Regions from separate parts of the Mus musculus genome. Here region 1 is linked to region 2. The links are chromatin contacts, called in public Hi-C maps. All regions are on one chromosome and are shown on one strand. The core of a region is the stretch at or near the end of the contact, and the rest is flanking DNA. Distances in the headings are between cores, read along the strand shown. Region 1 holds the start of Grik4 (glutamate receptor, ionotropic, kainate 4). Region 2 overlaps Grik4 (glutamate receptor, ionotropic, kainate 4).

What was found. Hi-C and Micro-C count contacts between places; a contact is called where the count stands out from the background.
Region 1: a Hi-C map of uterus shows a contact between it and region 2, with 2.3 times the contacts expected there. The contact joins the promoter of Grik4 here to the enhancer-like site in region 2. A contact is called at or near these places in 1 of 39 promoter capture datasets (hippocampal neurons), 1 of 15 datasets of contacts at CTCF or cohesin (embryonic stem cells), 16 of 484 Hi-C or Micro-C datasets (LSK cells, cerebral cortex, cortical glia and 6 more), 6 of 115 datasets of contacts at active chromatin or transcription factors (astrocytes, embryonic stem cells and oligodendrocyte precursor cells) and 1 of 9 other capture datasets (adipose tissue).

What each region holds. Positions count from the first base shown.
Region 1 is chr9:42,942,812-42,949,895 of GRCm38.p6, forward strand. Grik4 (glutamate receptor, ionotropic, kainate 4) reads right to left here and starts at 1,560. Exons shown (of 21, transcript NM_175481.5): 1 at 1,516-1,560. It overlaps Gm36648 (a long non-coding RNA gene), which reads left to right and starts at 4,897. Exons shown (of 3, transcript XR_379315.3): 1 at 4,897-5,544; 2 at 5,724-6,477; 3 at 6,573-6,769.
Region 2 is chr9:42,904,277-42,911,144 of GRCm38.p6, forward strand. The region is part of intron 1 of Grik4 (glutamate receptor, ionotropic, kainate 4); the gene reads right to left. Among named protein-coding and RNA genes, the nearest start is that of Grik4, 37 kb to the right of the region's middle. Within about 2 kb of position 4,540, at least 39 of the 459 cell types and tissues checked have an H3K27ac peak or open chromatin away from gene starts, as enhancers often do. A contact at or near this core is called in cerebral cortex, cortical glia, spermatogonia and 1 more, where this site is marked.

The DNA of each region.
Region 1 (7,084 bases), core at 310-2,809, 36 kb after region 2:
TCCAGGGGCTTCCTTCCCTGGCAGAGCTGGAACTCAGCCGACCTCTCCAGCCCCTTGCCACCACTAGGACACTCCAGGATCAAAGCAAGACAGGATTGCTCCCTCTCAAGCCACACCCCTGCAGCTCTGACCCAGGGACTACAAGGCTAGCTTTTCCAGGTGCTCCCAAAAGGGACACTACCACCAGACGACCCACTGGAGCCAAAAAGAAGATAGTTCTCTTTGTCCCTGGCAGGGCTCAGATCCTCTTGGCCAACCCTCAGCCCTCCTGCCCTGGTCTCAAGAGATACCTACTTGTCAGGCACAGTGGCCAGGCCCAGCCAGAGTTCCCCTCCTCTTTCCAGACAGCCCAGGCCCCTGGGAGACATGCCCAGAAGAGCCACTGGAGGGAGGCAGGGAGGTGGCACCGCGTGGCATCACCAGACAACAGCACCAAGAGGAAGATGGCAGCATCAAGTACAGATGCCAAGAACCACACAGCCCAAGGTCCAAGAGGGGACCAGCTCAGCCTGCATAGCCTGGCTACAGCCAGGCAACCTGGCCCGCGTGCCTTGTCTATCCCTTTGGTCGCGCCTCCCCCAACCCCAAAGCCCTGGGCCAACTCTCCCCAGGCTCCACCTCCTCCCTCACTTTCCTCAGCTCCAGGGAGCCCAGGGAGGGAGGCACAGGTGCTCTTGGCGCCTTGGACAAACCCCCTGTCCCAGCCGTCACCAGGGCGCCTTCCACCCCAAGCTGGGTCGGAACCACTCCGGCTCTGCCCGGTCCTCACTAAAGAACATCTCCTTAGCTCCCCTCCCCCTCCACTGATCCCCTTCCCCCTCCAGCGCCCAATGCAGGTCTCCAGAGTTTTTCCCTTACTTCCCACTCGGGTGAACTAGGGTGGGATGGCTAAGAGGCCCATTAGTCGCAAGAAGGAGGGTCATTTCTGATAGGACGCTGGCTTGGCCCAAAGCAAGACGGCGTGCAGGGTTGGGGGTGTGGTGGTGGCCGGAGTCCAGGGCCCGAGCAGGGGTGGTCAAGACAGATGGCAAAGAGGGAAGGGAGAAGGGGGCTCAGAAGCCGGGCTGGTCTGATGGAAGACTGTGGCGGGCAAGAGCGGCCCGTAGGAGAAGCCGAGGGTGACGAGGCGGGGTAGAATCGCCAGTGTCGGGAAGGGGCCGTCATCCCTGCAGGGGGCAGAGGCTGGGCTGGGAGTTGGACTGGGAAGAGGGAGGATCACAGAAGGAGGATCGGAGCGGAGGAGAGGAGGCGCAGGGGGAAGCAGGCAGGGATGGAGACTAGGGGAAGTACGGGGCAAGGTGGCGGGGGCTCAGCGGAGAATCCGGGGTCGCAGGCATCAGAGTGCAGGGGACTGGGCAGCTGGAGGCGGGAGCGGGGCCAGGCAGGGTGCGGGCCGCGGCCCGGAGGGAGCTAGCGGCGGAGACGTCAGAAGTCGGGGTGCGGCGCAGCCCCGGGGGGCGCGGGGAGACAGCGTAGGGCGCCGGTCGGGGGCGGCGCGGGGGCTGCTGCCCTTACCTGGGCGGCTCCGCACTCCGGGCGCCAAGCTGGGGACCCGACGTTGCTCGGCCGGCGGCCCGGCTGTTGTTTTCCCTTTTTTTTTTTTTTTTCTTTTTTTTTTTTTCTTCCGCAGCGGCGGCGGCGGCGGCTCCAGCTCGATCCGCCAGCAGCCGAAGGCAGAGTCTGTGTCCGGCTGCGAGCGAGCCGGGAGCGGGCAGCGCGGGAGGCGCGCGGAAAGGCGCTGAGGCGCCGCCCGGCGGGCAGTGAGGGAACTGCGGCGGTCCCGCACGCGGCCGGCCGGGGAGGGGGCGTCCCTTCCGGGCCGCGGCCGCCGGAGTCTCCGCTCGCCGGCGGGGTCTTTAGCTGGGGACCCGGACCTAGGTAGCCGAGCGGCGAGGCGGGGAGGCCGGAACAGACAGAGCCAAACTTGCAGCTTCCCTGATCCGGACGATCGGGAGACGGCGGGCCGGGGATGGGGGGGCTCCGGGTGGGCGCTGCAGAGGACTGACCCCCAAGTGAGGAGCTGGGGTACACTTCACCATCCAGCGCCAAGGGGCAGCCCGCCCTGGTCCGCAGGAGTTATTAGCTTGGCCTGCTTCGGTGGGCGAAGGGCGACTCCTGGTGGCGTTTTAGGGGCCAGACCTAGGGGACGAGGCGTAGAGACTGCGGCCTCCTCGGTGGTGGCGCGGAGCTGGGTGAAGCTTTGCTTTAGCAAGGCCAGATAGACCACAATGTTTCAGGAGGCCGAAGAACCACAGCTCACGTTTGGAAGTCTACTGGTTTGTGCACACAGACCTCCTGGGAGAAGTTGTCACTTTATGCTACACATAAGGAAACCTCGGCCTAGGAAAGGTGAAAGACCTAGCCTTCACCAGGAGCTGGGGGCTGGACCAAGAGAGAACCAAGCTACTTGGTTTGAGGGATCATTTGGCCACATCATAGCAGCCTTGGGGTGGGTGGGTGGGGGGCTAGAAAAGGAGAGGGCAGAGGAGCAGGAGGCCTCAGGGGGTCAAGTGACTTCCTCAAACCGATTAGTTCCTCATTTCAAACCCAGAGTCTTAGCCGTAGACAAACCCGGAAAGCATCTAAGCCAGCCTCCCAATCGTCTCCCACTCTTCCTTCACACCTAACCACCTGCTTACCCTAAAGTCTCCACGAAGGGGCTGTTCTAGGCATTCTTGGTTGGTTCTAGGGCCTGGGAGGACAATATACACGGACTACAGGATATTTGTTGACACTCCCTATATCATGCCGGGAGGGCAGCAGAGCTGAGTTACCTGCTTGGGGGGCTGGGGGGGGTGGCGATTGTGGTTGTAAGAGCCTGTTCTCTCTCCCACCTCCTCTCCCAGACTGGACTTTATGAGTGCTCTGTTGGCACAGGACCGGCCACTCTGGATAGCTCCAGTCCCTTCGGTCTTTCCTCAATCAACTGTCAGACGGATGTCAGGAACACAAGCTACCTGACTTTCTACTGACCTAATAAAACCAATCCATGAGGTTAAGTTGAATCCAACCTGCCTCAGCACAGGTCAAAGGTTTCCATATTGGATAGGATTCCATTTCTTCAGTCCAGTTTTTTTTTTTTTTAACATTTATCCTGTGTCAAGACTACACCATTTATTCAAGTGCCATTCCCAAAGGCTTTCACATCAACTTGGCAAGGTGGACCTTACCCTGCCTTCTGAATGAGTTGAAGGTGATCTGTGGGACACTCCTATCCTATCCTGAGGTGACTGCAGCGCCTTTCCCTGCCTTGGAATGCTAGAACCTGTTAGCGTGAGTGAGAGGACGGTATCGGTAGTGTATGCAGAACCTGCTCTGGGCTGACAGCAGTGAGGGGCATCCCTGTGAGCAGGATAAGTTATTTCACAGTCCCTGGTGACTTCAGAGTGACATGCATGGTTCTTAGTCTACTGGAAGAATTCAACAACAGCACGCCCATAGAGGTTTAAGAGTTAGGACAGGAAGATAATTCAATATGAAAAACGTTTCTTCGTATTCGTTGGCCTTGGAAGCTCATTCTATGAGCCAAGGGAGGTGTGAGGGGTTGGTTTTAAGACTAGTAACCTGTAACCTGCTGGTAACCTGCGGCCTTGTGAAAACTCCCGTCTCTTCACTTCCTGTGAGGGTAGATTGTCTTCTTTAAGTCTCTGCCCATGGAAGCAAAGAGACCTTGCAAACCAGTGCCGGAAAAGCCCACCTTCATCCTTACTTAGCGATGCCCTAGCCACTGCCCTTTCTCCCCATCCCCATCCACATAGCTGTGGACATGAGATATCCAATGCTTGGACTCTCTCTCTATTCCTCCGTAGCCAGTACCACTTGTCCAAATTCAACCCCATACCAGGTAACTTCTAGAAGCAGGAAGCTCAGTCCAGATCGCCTCTGGAGAGTAGGGAGAGATCAGACAACAAGAGCTGCCTCACATCTTGAATGGTAAAAGCAGAGGAGATGGAAAACGAAGCCCTCTTGCCTGAAGCATCACTCACTGCCAGCTCCCATGCTGGGCTAGACAGACAGAACTCTGTGTACCTGGCCATCCTGATTAGCTGGTGGATCCAAGTTCTTCGGTTGTTGGTGCCTGTATAAGCTTGTTCTCCAGTGTTTATTTTTAGCTCTTCTCTCTTTGTATTGGCCTCAGGTACAGCACAAAGAGAAGTGCTTGCTCTGAGTTACACCTAATGTATCTATCCCAGAAGCACCCGTGAAAGCTCAATACAAGGTGATGATGACCTGCCTGCAAAAATTGGGACCAACTGAGACCCCCAGCGACCAAATAGCTTGTCCACACATGACCTGCTATCCTCTCTTGGGGACTGTTCCAATCATTTCCAACTGGCTCCAGGTTTGAAGGGCTAGCTCCCTTAAGTCTTTCCTCAATCAACTGTCAGATGGATGTCGGAAACACAAGCTACCTGGCTTTCTACTGACCTAATGGAACCCATAAGGTAAAACTGGGTCCAACCTACCTCAGTACAGGTCAAAGGTTGCTGCTACTCCATCTTCCACCTCTCCCCATAGCATACTTCATCGGTACCAAAGCTCTTGGAGGCTGGGAAATCCACTCTATTGTCAGAATGATTCTCTCAATCCTCATAAAGTGCATATAGCAGCCCGGGCCTGTAATCCCACTTGGTAAGTAGGGGAAAAGAAGAGAGATTCAAAGTCAAGTGGGAGTCCAAGTTCTATGCTCCATGAATCCCTATCCCAAAACAAAATCACAAAGCCCCTGACTTCTCTGCTCACCCAATTTTATGCCACTGAACCTTAGAATGTTGAATTCTGCCTGAAATTTTCCACACAGATACACAAGTACATGGGACAGTGTGTGTGTGTGTGTGTGTGTGTGTGTGTGTGTGTGTGTGTGTGTATGTGTGTGTATGTGTGTGTGTGTGTGTGTGTGTGTGTGTGTGTGCACGTGTGTGCACATGCCCATGTTGGTGTGCACATGTGCAGTTACCATCTCTCCATCCCCACGAGTACATTTTTTACCATTCAAATCTTTTAAGAATCATCCCTTCCAGAAGCTTCTCCGACCTTGCTATCTAATCCCTTCCCGGCAGAACTAATTTTTCATGCGGTCTTCTCTTGTACTCGTTTGGGTTTATGCTTACTTATTTGTTTCGTGTCTGCTCTAATAGCCTGTGAACTTGTTCTCCCATATTTATATTTTAGCTTCTCCCCTCTTTGTATTTTGCCTCAGTAGTTATAGCCACGAAGCAGAATATTTTGTCCTCAGTAGGAGATGGTGGGTTCTCCTGTCTCAGACTGGGCCCTTGTCTTGCCCACCCCCTCCAAGAATGATGTAGGCAGGCAGGGAGTGAACAAACAAGAGGGATTTATTTACAGGGGAGTGGCCATTGGAATATAGGATCGAGGGTCTCCACACAGGAGTGACAAGGCAGTTGATAGACCAAGACCAACCAAGCAGTTGCCAAGGGGCTCCAGGAAGCCCTTGGGATGCCAACTGAGAGCAATCCTCTGGAGACCAAATGTGTGGAAATCGGGTCTCAGGATCTCAGGAGTGACAGCGGAACAGATGGTCAGGTCAGTCTCTAGAGCGGGAGTCTAGAAGGGGTCTGTCTCCAGGGGATCTTAAGGGAAGAGGTCTGTCTCCAGGGATCTGAAGAGAAGGGGTCTGTCTCCAGGGGAGCTTAAGGGAAGAGGTCTGTCTCCAGGGGAGCTTAAGAGCAAAAGCACTTCCCTCCTTTCTTCTCCCACCACAGGTTTAACAACAGACAGCCCAGGCGCCTGAGTTGTAAAGACCTGATTGGTTGGCTGTGTGTATGCAAATAAGGCATAGAATGAAGACCAATTGGGCCAGGGATTCCAACCCCTTTCTCACCATGCAGAGAAGCAGCTAGGCTGTCAAAAGCTTACAACAGGACAGATTGCACCTGGGGTAGTGGGTGAGGGGTTCTTGATTCTGTTTCTTGCTACTGAGGATCTTCTTGTCTGTTTCTGGTTGCTGTCACCTTTGCCTGGAGTCATCCAATCATGGATGAGTGATGTCCATTGCTGGTCCTGATTATCAACCATCTCTGGAGAGTTGCTCAGCACAAGCTGTTCCCTGGTCTTTGCTTGAGCTACAGCTGCGCTGCGCCAGGGGTGATCTGAATCTTGCTGAGGACGAGGGGGGGGGGGGGTGGCGGCGCTGCTCCTACACCATCACATATACCTGCAGTCTCTTTCCCCCAAGATCCCTGAAAAGGGTTGTCACAAGTTCACAGAGAATATAAGCTGTATAGAATAAGGGAACACAATTCTGGCACATTAGAATGGGCCAGAGTCAGATAAAAATTATCTACCCAGCAATCATGACATGATGGGTACACACTAAATTTGATCTCTTTGCAAAATCTAGACTTGGCGTTGTTCACACTGAAGAACCTTGAAGTTGAAGGAAGCAAGAGCCTGATTATGCATCCATACTGCAGTATCTTCTGTCGACCCTGTCAGAACGCATCTCTCCAATTCCAGGTTGGAAGAATTCCTGTGTCCTTCTCGCCACCTGTTAGAGGGAGACATGGCTAGTCAGTAAAGGATAATGTCTAACAAAACTACTTTGCAAACAGAATTGATGTTAGAAGAAGAAATACTGGAGTCTGGAGAGATGGCTTAGTGGTTAAAAGCACTGTCTGCTCTTCCAGAGGTCCTGAATTCGGTTCCCAGCAACCATATGATGGCTCACAAGCATCTATAATGGCGTCTATTGCCCTCTTTTGGCACACAAGTGTACATGCAGATAGAGCACTCATTCATAAAATAAATAAATCTTTAAAAAAAAAAAAAGACGACGAAATATTCTTTGGTTTTTACTCAAGCTTTAAAAGACCAGATTAAACAGTGTCTTTAGCCAATGGCACGTTCTGTCAAAGAGCAAACGCATGTGACAAGTGAAGTGGACACACACAGTTCCCAAGCCTCATGCCACCCTCTTGCTCAGCCGAGCTAGCTGCAAAGGCTCCATGGAGTGTTGAAAAGCTTCTACCCACTCTTGAAAGCTGTTAGAATGGCGCTCCCTCCCCCCGCCCCAGCTCTTATCTCCATTTCATTAGCCTGGGCATAGATTGCTGCTCACACTGAA
Region 2 (6,868 bases), core at 3,290-5,789:
GGCACTAGCAGCAAGCACGGCCCCTTGGGATGCTGCAGCAGCAAGCATTGTTTTCCTTACCTCGAGGATAACAGAAACATAGCCTGTAGCGGGGAGATGCCAGTCTGAACGTAAGAATACCCAACAGGGTATTAAAGGGGAGGGAAGGCAAGATGAACTCACAGGGCCTTTGCAGTCCCCATTCAACGGGATGAGCCATGTCCCCAGCCTGCCCATCAAGGAAGCTCAGAGAGCAGTCACCCATCCCAGTCAGCACACTGTGAGTCTCAGCCAGGGCAGCTCTCAGAGGAGTTGCAAGTGGGCGTCTTCTGTGGACATGAGGAGCAGGGGTGCTGTCAGCTCATGGGGACTCAAAACAGCAAGGACGGTGAACCCCCAGCCCAACGCCAGGAGGCCAGAACCTTAGTGAGGGACAAGACAGGTCATGGAAAGAGAAGCTGAGAAGGAAAAATCCACCCAGCACAGGGTCGACTAAACCGACACAGGAGGCGGGAACATGGCTGCCACTCATAATTAACGAAGGAGGAAATGAATTACTGTAATTATGAACCCACGGAGCATGGTTTAAAACAAACGTGTTCCTCTCAAGTACCCACAGGAGAAAAGAATATAATACTTTTTTAAAAAATTTAAATATTTTGCTTAAAAATTTTATAGTGCAAATAATGCATTTTGATCCAACACCCCCTCTAGCCTCTCCCCATCCCCCACCTCTTTGCCTTTTTTGACCCGATTGTTTTTTTTATATATACGCTGCCTATATCTGTGTAGATGTAGGACCATCTACTGGAGCCTAGGTAGCCTCTCGGGAACTGTATCTCTAAAGAAAACGGATTCTCTCCAACCCCACCCCCAGCAGCCATCAGTTACCAACAGCTCCTCAGTTAGACTTCATGATTCCCTCCCCCGCCCATGCCAGGATTCTAGCTGGCTTAATCTTATACAGGTCTTGTGCATGCAGCCACAGCCAGTCTGACTTCATGGGTGCAAAGGCCCTGTCGTGTCTTTTAAATATCCTTTTGTAAGCATCCCCCACTTCTCACTCTTACAATCTGCCCCCTCTTCTCCAGTGACTCCTGAGCTTTGGGGGTGGGGGAGGGGCAATGAGGGTGATATAGCTGTCCCATTTAAAACCAAACACTCGTTTTCCCTGCGTTAACCACCATCTACTAAAAGAAGCTTCTCTTTTGGAAGAGCACTAATCTATAGGCATAAAGATAAGAACTTAAGGAACAGTTTATTACTGTGTTGATTTAGCAGAACAATAGTATTAGGTTCCACCATAGGTCCATGACTGAGAAGCCTCGTAGGTCTGTTGTTGTTGTTGTTGTTGTTGTTGTTGTTGTTGTTGACCCAGTTAATGGTACCAGATATGAGTTGCATCTTGTGGATCAGGCTTTGACTCAGATCAGAAAGTGGTTGGTTACTCCCATAATGTTGTGTTACTATTACACCAGTGAGCAATTCTTGCCAGGCCTGGCCTAAAGCAAAGGGTAAGGTTCAGCCATTCCAAAATCAGATGTTACCCATTGGATGTCAAGGAGCCTAGAGACAGAGAGACTAGGCCAGAGTGGGCCAAAGAATAACCAAGCTGACCAAAAGGCAAGCCAGTAAGCCCAAGGAATCTGGCCAGGCTCTTTATGGAGCTGACGGGGGGGGGGGGGTGGGGGGGGTGGGTAGGAGTGACTTGGGGGATGGGCAGGAGTGACTTGGGGGATGGGCAGGAGTGACTTGGGTGAAGGAGCCCGATTCTTCACCTGTACTTGGTATGGCCCTCATAAAAGAACACGGTATGGGGTGTGGCTCGCATTCTGAGCTCAACCCAAGCCGTCCTGCGACGGACGAGTGGTGGGAACCACAAAGAATGCGATGGCTTGGACTAGAAAGGAAACCAACAGATGGGGAATGGTGGTTAGAATATGGGTGTATTTTAAAGGTAGAACAAACAGGGTTGTTTGGGGAACGGAACATGAGTGGGAGATACAGAAAGGCATTGTGAACCGGGACATAAATACCCCTGTCTGAGTCATTAGGCTGAAGCTCTGGTGGTAAGGAGGTTTCTAGGTATGCCTACCTACCTCCCCTTAATCCCAATCTGTGCCACCGGGTGGTCATCTACAAAATCCATGCCCCCCGGCACTAGAGAAATGGCTCAGTGGATAAGAACGGGAAAGGCTCCTTCAGAGGATCTGAATCTGGTTCCCAGCATCCATTTCTGGAGGCTCACGGCTGCTGTAACTCCTCTGGCTCTCTCTGCTGGGCCTCCAAGGGCACTGCATTCACATGCCCAACCCCATACACAGACTTGAAATTTAGGGAAAAAAAAAAACCAAACCCTAATATGCTTTTAAAATTAATGCTTGCAAACCACACATTCAAGTAACAAAACATAAAAATCAGGGCCAATGTAGTGGTATGGTCCTTCAATCCCAGCACTCAGGAGGTAGAAGCAGGCAGTTCTCTGTGAGTTCCAGGCCAGCCTGATCTACACAGTGAGATTCTAGCCAGCCAGGGCTATCTAATGAGTAAGTCGATATCATAGTAAGTTTACCATTTGTGTTATGCAGCTTTTATAGACATCCTGGGCCACCCTGCCCCTTCTAACTATCTGATGACTAGCTTTGAGTGAAAGCAGCCCTCTGCAAAATGAAACTCCAGCAAGACCGGAAAATGCTTGTCTCTGAGAACTGCTCTCAAGTAGTCAAGACTGCACCTAGAAACAAACCTATGACTTGGACCTGGTAAGCAACTGCCAAGTAAACACCTCTGTTGCCCAAGACCAACGGTCCAGCATGTCCTGACTCCCACTGGGCAGCAGCAGCAATGCATACAGCAGTGGGTAGCATCCCAAGGCCTTGCCTGGTGACAGCTGAAAGCAACTTGCACACTGTGTGCCACACACAGCTTCCCTGAGGGCCGGGAGCAAAGGGCAGGCAGACCTTCTAGCCCCTCCTCCCAGCTTGCTTCCTAGGCCTTGGGTGCATTTATCAGCTCTGTGAGCAGAATACAAAAGTCCCCAGACATGATGTGGCAGGAAAGGCAGCTGAGCCTGAGAGGACAGGCTACAAGTTGTTTACACCTGGCAGCAGCTTGAGCCCAGCGTGGGTTTTACTGGAACAAGGTCTGGAAGTGTGAGCAGGCGAACCCAGAACAGGCTAGCAAACTTTCTGAGCAAGCTTGATGCAAATCAGACTTGGAGAAGCCAACGGTAGCCCCCGTGCCTGCTGTGTCAGCGCTCAGTGGGCTTTTGAAGCTTTCATCTGGCCCTGGCAGCCTCACTGTGACTTCTGGGTCACCAACCAATAATGAGAACTCCCACACCTAATGCATAAATATGAAGCCATTTTCTGGAGTTTTGTCTCGGAACCCCAGCAGCAGAAAACCGGGCCTTCTGGGGTTCGTGTCCCCATCTGCAGGAGATAAGCATGAGGTTGTGAAACAAACAGGCAGACCGTGCAGCCTGCATACCTGCAGCACATGAAAACTATGCCTGTGGCCCCAGCAGCCTCCTCACGTCTCATCCACTGGCCTGGGAGTTTGCTCCTGGGATGTGACAACGTGGCTGTGGCAGTATCGTCACCTCCTTACCTCCTCCAACATTCACAAAGTGAGCGTGCTTATCACACTCTCAAGCTGAACAGGCCCTCCTTGCTTAAAAAGAGGATTGCAAGGGCTCACCAACCATGCCTGAGACCAGACAGAAGAGGAGGCCAAACTGTCCCACTGGACCAGTGCTGAGTGTGCGCAGAGGACCCAGAGGAGGTTGGAGCCTATGCAGAGGCTGCAAGGCTGGCAGACACTGTCATTCAGGGAGAATGGACCCTGAGGACGTTCGGATGGCAGAATTCTAATGCTGGGAAAAGGCGGAAAGAATAATTCATTGGCACCACCAGCCACCCAGGGCTGTTTAGGAATATAAACAGGCTCTACCAATGGTATGGGCTCACAAACTTATCAAGTGATATTTCTTCTGGGCCCATTTGGCTCTGACTAGAGTTTTTCTGAACTTATATATTTACACTCATCTCCTTCTTTCTATATTCCTGCAGCTTTATGGGTACCCACAACAAAGGCAACGGGTATTCTAGATTCTGTCTCTCTCTCTCTCTCTCTCTCTCTCTCTCTCTCTCTCTCTCTCTCTCTCTCTCTCTCTCCCCCCTCTCTGCGTCTGTGTGTCTGTGTGTGTATCTGTGTCTGTGTGTGTCTGTATGTGTGTGTCTGTGATTGTGTGTCTGTGTGTGTGTGTGTGTCTGTGTCTGTGTGTGTCTCTCTGTGTGTGTCTGTCTCTGTGTGTGTGTATAGCCTTTGCCCTTATGGGAAACAGAAGCCTACCTCCCAGCTCTGGCTGCCCCACCTCCACACTGGTTTATGCTTTGAAGCTAGACTATGATTTCAAGCCTTGGACCTTTAGGTCCTGCCCTGCCCTCCTCTCCTGCACTCAGTCTGCATGCCAAGCACACCGTCCACTTTCCTGGACAGCAGGAAGTCTCACAAGGCAGGCAATCACAGTTACTCAGCCTGAGCTCAGCTCAGCAGCCTCTTGCTTCTCCAACCCAGCCCGACCGCTGACTGACCCCTTTTAACTTCCTCCCTCATGCTCCAGGCTCTGGGGAAGCAAGTGTTGTTTACTCGTTCAGGACACAACCCCCAAGTGTGGGTCAGGCTTTCTTTCCCCTGCAGCCTCTTGGAAAATTAGCCAGTTTCTCTTTCTCCAGCCAGGTCAGCTTCACCCAGGGTCTAACACTTCCCCCACCCGCGACTTCCTCACTCTCCACACCAGCTCTCTGACAGTGTTCTTTCCTGCTCTCCAGTGAGCTCCAATTAGGCAATGGTTCTCTCAGGATTCCTTGGAAGCACTGAACAGGGCAGTCACCCCTCTCCAGTAGCCACTCCTCCAACCTCTCTTTATGGCATCACCTCTCCTGGTTTACTCTGGCTTTCTAGAAGACTCCTGTCCTGCTAATACAGAGTCTCAGAGTTTGGCCACGGGCTCCGCTGCTTCTCTAGGTTAACCTATGCTCTTCACTCCTGCCAGCCTGGGAGCGGTGATGCCAAGACCCTACTTCCAGAGCCATTTCGTCCTGGGAGATCCTCAGGTATGCACCAGGATGGTGTGCCATGCATGGTCTTGCTCTGTAAACAAACTCCATCCCTACCACACTTTCACCGACAATGGGAGGTCTCTAGAGAAATCACAAAGCCAAGCTGGCTCCTTGCTCTTCGGATTCAGCCTCAAGTCCCCGTAGGTCCCCTTGATGATGCTGATAAGACCCTACGTGCTGATCCCAGCGAAGTTATTATCCAGGTCCCTCGGGCAATGGGTTAGCCTTGCCTCCTTCCTGAAGTCTCCCAACACTCAACTGGGTGACTCCCATCTCCATCTGTTAGGGAAACAAGCAGACAGAACTCTGCCACCTCCACAGACCTCCCTCCTACTGGCCTCAGAGTTGCTGTCCTTCCTCCCTCCAAGGGTAAGGCTAGCCCTCCTGTTCTCTGAATCCCAACATCTCATTTTGTCACCCCACCCCCTCTACCTCCTGAAGTAGAAAGCTCTGGACACTCTGCTGGGTCCTGCCATCCTCATCGCCTCTTGCTTGGCCACCTCTGCAGGAGGTCCTTGTCTGGCCTGGCAGTACAGGCCTGTAAGTAATCTTAGCTACTTAGTTGAAAGCTGAGGCGTGATGATCTTGGGCTATACGTTCAAGGCCAATTTGAGCAATTGAACAAGACTCTGGCTCAAAAAGAATAATGAAGAGCTGAGGGTTTAGCTCAGTGATGGCACACTTGCATAGAATATGAAAGGTTTGAGTTCAACCCTAGTTCCACAAAAAGAACTAAGGAAGAAGTATACAGGCAAGAGAACGGCACCTGACCCCGCATCCCCTCTAACCAGCATTTCACTTGCCCCTGCTTGACTGGGGCACGCCTCAGGGATCTCTTCCACGATCCCCCACTCCTCCCCTATTCACTCCTCAGGTACCCTGGTCCCTCCAGTGACCATGACTGCCATGTTGCCAAATCCCACAGATACAGCTATGCCCCCCCTCTTCCCCTACCTGGGTGAAGTGACTCCCACTTCCTGTCACCCTGAAAGTCTTTTATGTGCCCTCTTAGTACCCAGAACCAGTGGGCTTCTCCTTTCTCTCACCTCCTTTGTGCATTGCAGGGCACACACCTCTGGGATGTCACCCTCTTGCTTAGCCTAACCTTCCTTCCTCCGTATCCATTGCTGACAGAGCTCTCCACTGCTCCCAGACTGTGCCTGGCAGAGTTTAAGACCCCATTCCCAGCTCTCTTCTCTCTAATGCTTGCCTTCTCTTAGTCATTGATGACCCCGGGTTCTAGCTGCAGCCTTGAGCTTCTGTCTGGGCGAGAGGCTGACAGCCAAGTGTTGCTGTGGTCTTTCTATTTAGTTCTCTAATCAACATCTGTTAGTAGAGAACTTCTGCCCTTCAGTGCATTTACTCCCTAAGTCCTGCTCGTCAACCATCCGCCACAAGCCCATCCTCCTTTAAGGACCTACAGCCAAGGCTCTGCGTCTTCCCCTGGAAGTGTTGCTGTTTCTGCATCCCAAATACCCCAGGGCTGTGGCATCCATCCCATGACAATGACCATGTCAGTCAGGTCATAGTCCAAGCCATTCCTTCTCCCCCTATCTGAGTGATCAGGACAGCTTCCTGCGTGGTCTCCCATTTCCTGTCACCCTGAACGTCCATTCTCCATGTGGCAGCTACCATGATGCAAACGGGGACCCCATCATCCCTCTGCTCGGAATCCTTCGATGGCTTCTGAATGCACTTAGACTCAAGCCCATTGCAACTGACAGAAAGCCAACGCAAACTGGCTTAAATGATAAAACTAATTTACT